2 separate regions of the Sus scrofa genome follow, and region 2 is linked to region 1. Evidence: chromatin contacts called from public HiChIP or PLAC-seq data. All regions are on one chromosome and are shown on one strand. The core of a region is the stretch at or near the end of the contact, and the rest is flanking DNA. Distances in the headings are between cores, read along the strand shown.

Region 1 (4,323 bases), core at 723-3,222:
ACCAAGCGGAAACGGAAAGGGTCCTCTGCAGTGGGCTCTGACAGTGACTGAGGCCCCGGGTCTCCCCTGCCGCCCCAGTCGGACTGCCCCCTCCCCTCCTTGGTGAATCAAAGGTTAACAGGGCTGGGGAGATGCCGGGGAACACCCTGTCCCCATCCCAGAGCTCCCCTGTGAGAAGGACGAGCTGCCTCCTCCAGCCCGGCCTGAGAAGCTGCCATGCGGCCCCGGCGCCTCCTCCCTCCTCTCTGGGGCCTGCAGCCCCCCGACACACTGCTGCTCCCACTGAAGCCAGAGGCCGTACACAACCTGGACTGCGGTGGACGCCTTCAGCCCCTGCCCCCTCCCGCAGCCTCCCCAGAGGCTGTTTCAACAGAGAAGAGAAATGGCAAAGGGGCAGCTGGCCGGAGAGGTTAGACTGAGAGTGCAAACGGTGTGCGGGCACCCTTCCGCCTTCCCCCTCCACGTCTTGATTTGCTCTGAACAGGCATTTTATAGTGGCCCTCCGTACATCAGTCATGAAATGGGCATTTAATCTGTGACATGGTCAAGTCACCTTCTCCTCTCCATGGGGCAGATGCAGAGGCCACAGCCCCACCTGGGATGCCCTGGAGGCTTGTGTTGGCCTGAGGTTGGCACTTTGAGCCCAGGGAGTCCCAGAGACATGTTCCACAAAACTGTCAAGAATGGTCCCATTTCCTTGGTTCTGTTTCTTTTTTTTTTTTTTTTTTTTTTTTTTTTTTTTGGCAGAGATAATCGAATTTTTAAAAGTTGTTTTTAAATGACAATAAAACAAGCCAGAATCTCTTTCGTGCCGGAGTTGCTGCCCCCACTTACTCTGTGCATGTACAGGTGGTCTCCATTTAATGGGCACCCCACCTCGTGGCTTCACAACTTCCCCTTCCCCCCCCCCCCCCCCCCCCCCCCGCCCACCTCCTTGTCTGGAGCAGGAGGGCCTTGGCTTTACCCCCATCCTTCTTGCTGCCTCGGGCAGTGCAGGCCAGACACTGGGCTGTCCAGGCAGAAGTTAATGCTGACACCATCTCCCAAAGGCTGTCTTGTCCTTAGCCATCTCTCAGTGTTATATGCTAGTGCTTACCAACTGCTGGAGAGGACTAGGTCTTGGGCGGTGAGAGAGGCTCCCAGCTCGGATCTTAGAGAGCAGAAGCATGCCTAGCGGAGAGGGCTCAGACACCTGGAGAAGGAACCCGCCACAGTCTGGCCACCTGCCCAGCCAGGTGTACCAGCAAAGAGCTCCTTGGCTATGCTTTTGTCCCGCTGCTGTCCTGGGAGGCTGGGTGGCAGGCTGAGGAGAGAGGTTTGGGCTGACTTCAGACAGCTCCTCCTATTCAGCCTGCAAATTTGTCTTACAGAACCCGGGTTCTCCCTTCCCTCAAAGCTGCTACAACTTTCTTTGAAAGTCTAAACTGCCCGAGGCCTCCTTTTTTCCTTCCTCTCTCCTTCCCCGGTTTCCTCTGCCCCAATTAAAATCAGGATGGAAAGCATTCACTGGCTGGCCCCAGTTATTGTACCTTTGCCCAAAGGGACGGGCCTCTGCGCCACGGCCCCTCCAGAAATCTGACTGAGCCTCCACCTTTCCCCTACTTAACCCCACCTATCTCCTGGGGCGGCGGCGGCGGATGGAGGGAAGGCTTGGGTCTGGCTGTCCTGCCGGGACTTGCAGCACCATGTGGGCAAGGGGCCGAGTTCTTCAGTCTCTTCTGGGAGAGAGCAGCGTCACCCTCCCATCACGAGTGAAAATGGGATGAGAGGGAAAGACAGACTTGGATCCTAGCGCCCTAGCTCTCTGGCTGGGAGCCCCAAGTCCAGCCAGATGCCTAGATCTTCCTAGAGAAAATCGGAACGGGACCAGACCCTGAGACTGAGGGAGGGCGGGAGCAAGCCCGAGACCTGGTAGGGTGCGGGGAGGGAGCGCGCCTGGGGCGGAGCGTAGCTGTGGGGAGGGCCGGGCGTGCGGGGCCGTCCCCCACTAGCACTCCTCCGGGGCCTCTGCTCTCGGCCCGAGGGGAGGGGGGCTGGGTGGGTGGGAAGGGGCGTGTGCCAGCGCGCGCGCTCCCGGGACGGAGAGGTCTAAGCGCTAGAACCAGCGGCCTCAGTTTTGTAGAAGGGAGCATCGGGGCAGTCTGTGAGCGGCTGGGGCCAGACAGGACCGAGTCGAGGGAGCGGGCACCATGGCCGCCTTCCTGCTGCTACCCCTGCTGCTGTTGCTGCCGCTGCTGCTGCTGCTGCCGAAGCTGCGCCTCTGGCCGCAATTGCGCTGGCTCGCAGCAGACTTGGCCTTCACTGTGCGCGCCCTACGCTGCAAACGGGTCCTTCGAGCGCGTGCCCTGGCCGCGGCCGCAGCCAACCCGGAAGGTCCCGAGGGGGGCTGCAGCCTGGCCTGGCGCCTGGCGCAGCTGGCCCAGCAGCGCCCGGCGCACACCTTTCTCATTCACGGCGCGCGGCGCTTTAGCTACGCGGAGGCCGAGAGCCAGAGCAACCGGGCTGCGCGCGCCTTTTTGCGCGCGCGAGGCTGGGACAGGGGGTCTGGCGGGGGCGGCGGCCCACGGGGCGCCGGGGAAAGCCAGTGGGCGGCGGCCGGAAGCGGCGCGGCGCGGGCCGGGCGGGAAGGGGACGGCGCGGCACCTCTGGCACCTGGGGCCACCGTGGCGCTGCTGCTCCCCGCCTGCCCAGAGTTCCTGTGGCTCTGGTTCGGGCTGGCCAAGGCCGGCCTGCGCACCGCCTTTGTGCCCACTGCTCTGCGCCGGGGTCCTCTACTGCACTGCCTCCGCAGCTGCGGCGCCCGCGCGCTCGTGCTGGCCGCAGGTAAGGCTGCAGCACTCGACAGACGGGGGCGGGGCCAGCCACGGAAAGGGGCGTGTCAGGGGGGCCGAGAAGAGGGGGGCTTGGAACTCGCCGGCAAGCTTTCCCTGGGGCGCGGAAAGGGTGGGGAAACAAGTCTCCGGGTTTTCGAAGGGCTGGAGCTGGGTCTCTGGTTCCCCAAGGATTTCCGTAGAGTTGGGCTCCAGGTCCCAGACTCCTGAGGGGACGTCCGTACTCTTCAGCCTCACCCCGGAGCAGTGCGAGTGGGGTTGGGGGAGCGAACAGGGCAAAGGGTGGGGAAAGCTTCTGGAGAGTGGTTAGAGCCATGGAGCTATGCTTTCCCACCTCATCCAGAGTTCCTGGAGTCCCTGGAGCCCGACCTGCCGGCCCTGAGAGCCATGGGCCTCCACCTGTGGGCTGCAGGTTCTGAAACCTATCCGGCTGGAATCAGCGATTTGCTGGCTGAGGTCTCAGCCGAAGTGGATGCGCCAGTGCCTGGGTACCTCTCTGCCCCCGAGAACATAATGGACACGTGCCTGTATATCTTCACCTCTGGCACCACAGGTGAGAGCTGGTCACGATGTTTACCTCCCAGAAGCTAAAGCCAAGGAAGGCAGGGGCCTGGGAACAGGACCTGTGACCTCCTCAGCTTCTCGGCCACCCCTCAAAGCCCCAGGAGAGGTTGTTCGTCCCAGTGGCCATATCCTGCCTTGCCAACCCTCCCATCCCTCTCCACCTCCCTGAACTTCCCACATTTCTAGGACAGCCTGGCTTGCCTTCTCAGTTTCAGTCTTGCCTCTGCCTCTTGCTGGGGGAAACCCTGCAGGGGCAAAGAGAGAGACAAAACCTGGAGCTCAGACCCTTCTCCTGATCTCGCCACCGCCACCCTCCACCCCACAGGCCTCCCCAAGGCTGCTCGGATCAGTCATCTGAAGGTCCTGCAATGCCAGGGGTTCTACCAGCTGTGCGGTGCCCGCCAGGAGGATGTGATCTACCTCGCCCTCCCACTCTACCATATGTCCGGCTCCCTGCTGGGCATCGTGGGATGCTTGGGCATTGGTCAGTCTCCCCTTCCCCAACCCGGCTTTCAGCCCTCTGGCAGATGTTTATGTCAGCAGACATTTATTAAGTAGCTACTGTGGTGTGCTTCCCTGGGGTGCTTCCTGAGTTCTTCAGGGTAGAGAATCCAGAGGAAGGAGGAGGCAGGCCCTCCTCACCAGGAGCTCCTGGTTCAATGGAGACTGTGTCACCTGCACTGACCTACAGGCTAAGCAACTAGGGCGGCCATGCAGTTAGCAGAAGGCCAGGCAAGGGGGCAGCAGGAGGTTGGGGGGGGGGGGTGGCGGTGCTGTGTCAGCCCAGGAAGAGGCAAATGGAGAAAAGGGTTGGGATTTGGGGGCAGGGTTCCAGGATGGACTGCTTGGGGATGGGAAGTGGGGAGAAGACATTAGCCTCTCCAAATCACAGGTGGGCCAAGCTGGCCTGTGGAAAGTGTGCCTGTCA
Region 2 (4,323 bases), core at 1,193-3,692, 52 kb before region 1:
TACTGGCTCCTGGGGGAGCGGGGGAGTAGCACCCGAGGCTGACCTGGCTCCCCTCCTGGCCTTCCACACCTCCCTTCCCTGTGCCAGAGGTGACAGAGAGGCGCCAGGCTTCAGCCTCGCCCACAGCATCCTCACCATTGCCAAAGAAGTGGTTTGAACAGCTCAGGTGAGCCCACCCCATTGGAGACACCAGATATTACCTCTGAAAGAGGGCTGGTGTGGAGGAGAACTTGGGGCTCACAGGACTGGACCAGAACTCACAGTCATGCCCAGGGACCCCCACACATAGGCACAATCACTCGCTCTCCACCCTGACTCAGGCCAGGCCAGATGGGATGTGGATTCCTGGATCCTCCTGGCCGTCCCTGTGCCCTCCTCCTCCCTCAACCTTGCTACACTGTGACTTTTGTGGGGACAGGGGAAGAGCCCCCTGAGGGGGGCATGGGAAAAGGGACTGTAGGTGAATCCAGGACCACCAACAGCCCCTGTTCCCCACCACCCGACGTTGGGTGCAGTGCCCAGGGCAGCAGAGGAAGGGCCGGAGGGCTGTGGGCCTGTATGCCTTGCTTCTCCTGTGAGTGGAGACCATTAAAATCTTTATTCTAGTGACAGTGTCTTTTCTCGAGGGAGAGAGGGTGGCCAGAAAACAGAGCCGTATTCTTCGCCCCCTGCTTCAAATAGAACCTGTTTCTCAAGCTGGGATTGCAATGTGGGATCTGAAACAAGGCTGCAGTTTACCTTCAACTTTGAGAAGCCAGTGTCATAGGCTTTGAATTACCCTAGCAGTGCCGGCACTATTGGTTTTAGTCTTGTTTACACCTCTAAGAACTACTGAGGGCCTCCCAGAGTTTTTGTTTATGTGAGTCGTATCTATTGATATATTCTGTATTAGAAATTAAAACAAGGCTTTATCAACTCATTTAAAAGAACTATAATAAACCCATCACGTGTTAATTTACTGCTTTATCAAGGACATTCTTTTTTTTTTTTTTTTTTTTTTTTTTGCCTTTTAGGGCTGCACCTGCAGCATATGGAAGTTTTCAGGCTTGGGGTCGAATTGGAGCTACAGCTGCCGGCCTACACCGCAGCCACAGCAACATCAGATCCGAGCCGAATCTGCGACCTACACCACAGCTCACGGCAACGCTGGATCCTTAACCCACTGAGTGAGGCCAAGGATGGAAGCCACATCTTCATGGATCCTAGTTGGGTTCGTTAACTGCTGAGCCCTGAAGGGAACTCCCTATCAAGGACATTCTTAAGAGAAACTAGCCTTTTTTTTTTTTTTTTTTTTTTTTTTTTTTTTTTTTTTTTTTTTTTTGCCTTGCCCATGGCATGCAGAAGTTCCCAGGCCAGGGATCTAACTTCCCCACCTCTGTAACCAGAGCCACAGCTGTGACAATGCCAGATCCTTAACCCACTGAGCCACAAGGAAGCTCCTAAACTGGCTTTCTTGAAGACTGCAATGACCAGTTTGGCGTTACTTAAGATTTATGCTAAGACACCAGCAGTTTTATCCCCACTGTTTTTGCACCATCAGTGCAAATATCAACACAGTCAATAAGGCAAATAATGTATTAACAGGATTATGAAAATCATTTTGACCTCACCCATCTCCAGAAGGGTCGTAAGACTCAGAATCTATGGACCATACTTTGAGAACTGCTGTCTTACCCAATACCCAGCATACAGTAGGAGTCTAATGAGTATGGACTGAACAGAGAGTCCTGGCATCTGCCCCAAGAGGGCTGGGAGCCAGGTGGGGGTGGGACTATGTGGATCCCTTTTTACCTCAGTAGAAATTTGGGAGTTGCCCACCTGCCCGTCCTTTCCCATGCCAGTGTAGACAAATGTGAGTGATAGTTTCCCAAATGACTCTCGGTTGGGCTAAGGGCCCTTCTTTCCCGGCTCCAGCCACCCACCCCACCCCCTTCCAGAGCGTGCAGGCAGGAATGCGAATGCGGGGGAGAGGTGGCTGCAACTTCACCTCCCCCATGGGGAAAGAAAGTGCCAGACATTTCTTCAGTACCATCCATCAAGTGCCGACAGGCCCCTCCCCTGAACTCCCCAAGCCTCTTCCTGAAGTCCACACCCAACCCGGCTAGACTGGAGGTAGGGGTGGGCTTGGAGGTCTGCCTTGGGGACACTGCTCCCCGATTCTCCAGAGGTGGTCTGGGGCTGAGGAAAGGGTACATCGTTCTCCCGCTGGTCGAATGACCCTCCCTGATGTCCTGTGCTCCCTGCCCACCCTTTTGGGCCTCAGGCAAATTTGATTTATCAGGAGAGGGAGCAAACCCAGTCAAATCGTCACCCTCCTGGGCTGGGGATGAAGAGTTCTGGAAAAGCCTCACAGAAGGATGGTTGCCTTGGTAACCCCAGCGCACCCAACTTCCTGATGGGCCCTGGTGGCCATGTGGACGCCCAACCCCCGCCCCACGGCTCCTCCCAGGGGTAGTGACAGTCCCAGAAGAAAGTGGAAATGCTGAGGACAACTGCGGGGCCCAACAAGTTAGATCTGGGTGGGGGCTGGGCTGTCCAGAGAGACGGGGGCTTTGGGGAAGGCAGACGAAGAGATGAGGTGGGGAAGGTGGGGCGGGCGGCGGACGGACCGAGGAGCCCCAGGCAGACAATTCTAGGAAATTGCCGGTCAGATCCTTCCGGGGCAGCCTGGCTCCACGGCGGGCACTTGGAGGGGAGGGGGCTGGGGGAGTGGGCGTGAGGAGAGGCCCGAGGACTCGATGACTTCAGCAGCTCGAGAACTTTCACTGGAACCGAGGAGATTTCCTTCCGGAGGAAGGGCCCCTGAAGCCAGGAAGAACTGGGAAAGCCATTACCGAGGGGGGGGGGGCTGGGGGCAGGGGAGGGTCCGAGGGGGGCAGGAGCGCCCCTCCTGCTGGTGGGGGCTTTGCGTCAGGACCTCCGCCCGCGTGGGAGGGTCCGTCTAGCTCCGCTGAGTGTCCCCGGCTGTCCTGCGGAGTAGGTCTGGGAGGGTGGGGGCTGGGGGGGCAGCAGGGTTTCCCTGGAGTGTGATAAGAATAATAACAACAGTAATCCTTGGCATTCACTGGTGCCTCGCCGTTGACAAAGGCTTTCACATACATTATCTCATCGGCCCACGTGACGCCGCTGGAATGGGAGGGCTGGGTGTGCAGCTGGAGGTAGGAGGGCCCAGCTGAGGTCCAGCTGTGGGTAGGAGGGCCCACTGTGGATCGTGTGCAGAGGGAACCCCAGCCTAACCAGCCCTGAACAAGGCTGGGACCTGGGGGGAAAGAAAAGAAAAAACAAAAAAACTGAGGGAAGTAGCCCATCATCCTCCCACCCACCCTTCTTTTCTCTCTCAAAGAGTTTGGGTACTTAATCGTAGCAGTACATCTAGTGATACTTTTTTCAAAAATGATTTATATCAATTCAGGACAGATCCATGGAATCCAATTTGCAGCCTGAAAGTCTTTTTTTTTTTTTTTTTTTTTTTTTTTTTAAGTGGATTTTTGTTTTTGTTTTTTGTTTGTTTTGGCTGCACCCGCAGGACGTGGAAGTGTCTGGGCCAGGGATCGAACCTAGGTCACAGCCGTGACCTGAGTGGTTGCAGTGACAATACCCGGATCCTTAACCCACTGCTCAACAAGAGAGCTGGAATACATAGGGTTTGTTTTTTTTTTTTGCCTTTTGCCTTTTGTCTTTTGTCATTTTTGGGCCGCACCCACGGCATAAGGAGGTTCCCAGGCTAGGGGTCTAACCGGAGCTATAGCCTCCAGCCTACACCACAGCCATAGCAACACAGGATCCGAGCCACGCCTGCAACCTACACCACAGCTCATAGGAACACCAGATCCTTAACCCACTGAGCGAGGCCAGGGATCGAACCCCCAACCTCATGGTTCTTAGTTGGATTCATTTCTTCTGTGCCAAGATGGGAACTCCCCATAGATATTTTTAAAAGAATTTCAGCTCTGAATAAGAAGCTGGAGTGTATAACCTGTATTTTGCTCCTATTTAAGCTGGGTTTTGTTTGTTTTTGCCTTTTTAGGGCCACATCTGTAGCATATGGAAGTTCCCAGGCTAGGGGTCAAATCAGAGCCAGCATACCCCCATAGCCACAGCCACAGCAACGTGGTATCTGAGCCACATCTGTGACCTACACCATAGCTCACAGCAATGTTAGATCCTTAACCCACTGAGCAAGGCCAGGGATCAAACCTGCATCCTCATGGATACTAGTTGGGTTCACTACTGCTGAGTCACAACAAACTCCTAACTCTAAGATTTTTAGATCTTACCTCTCATTGAGGAGTCTATGTGCTGCATTTCGCTTCCAACTGTTCC

What was found. HiChIP or PLAC-seq counts read pairs in DNA pulled down with a chosen protein or histone mark.
Region 2: a contact with region 1 is called in an H3K27ac HiChIP or PLAC-seq map of skeletal muscle. The contact joins the enhancer-like site here to the promoter of SLC27A3 in region 1. A contact is called at or near these places in 7 of 47 Hi-C or Micro-C datasets (epiblast stem cells, heart right ventricle, liver and 2 more) and 2 of 2 datasets of contacts at active chromatin or transcription factors (alveolar macrophages and skeletal muscle).

Annotation. Positions count from the first base shown.
Region 1 is chr4:95,901,248-95,905,570 of Sscrofa11.1, reverse strand. SLC27A3 (long-chain fatty acid transport protein 3) reads left to right here and starts at 1,972. Exons shown (of 10, transcript XM_013997096.2): 1 at 1,972-2,823; 2 at 3,175-3,384; 3 at 3,721-3,879. The coding sequence starts at 2,190. It overlaps INTS3 (integrator complex subunit 3), which reads left to right. Exons shown (of 30, transcript NM_001243322.1): 30 at 1-71. The coding sequence ends at 51.
Region 2 is chr4:95,953,855-95,958,177 of Sscrofa11.1, reverse strand. NPR1 (atrial natriuretic peptide receptor 1) reads left to right here. Exons shown (of 22, transcript XM_021089806.1): 22 at 1-958. The coding sequence ends at 42. Among named protein-coding and RNA genes, the nearest start is that of INTS3, 11 kb to the right of the region's middle. Within about 2 kb of position 2,442, at least 63 of the 83 cell types and tissues checked have an H3K27ac peak or open chromatin away from gene starts, as enhancers often do. A contact at or near this core is called in alveolar macrophages, epiblast stem cells, liver and 2 more, where this site is marked.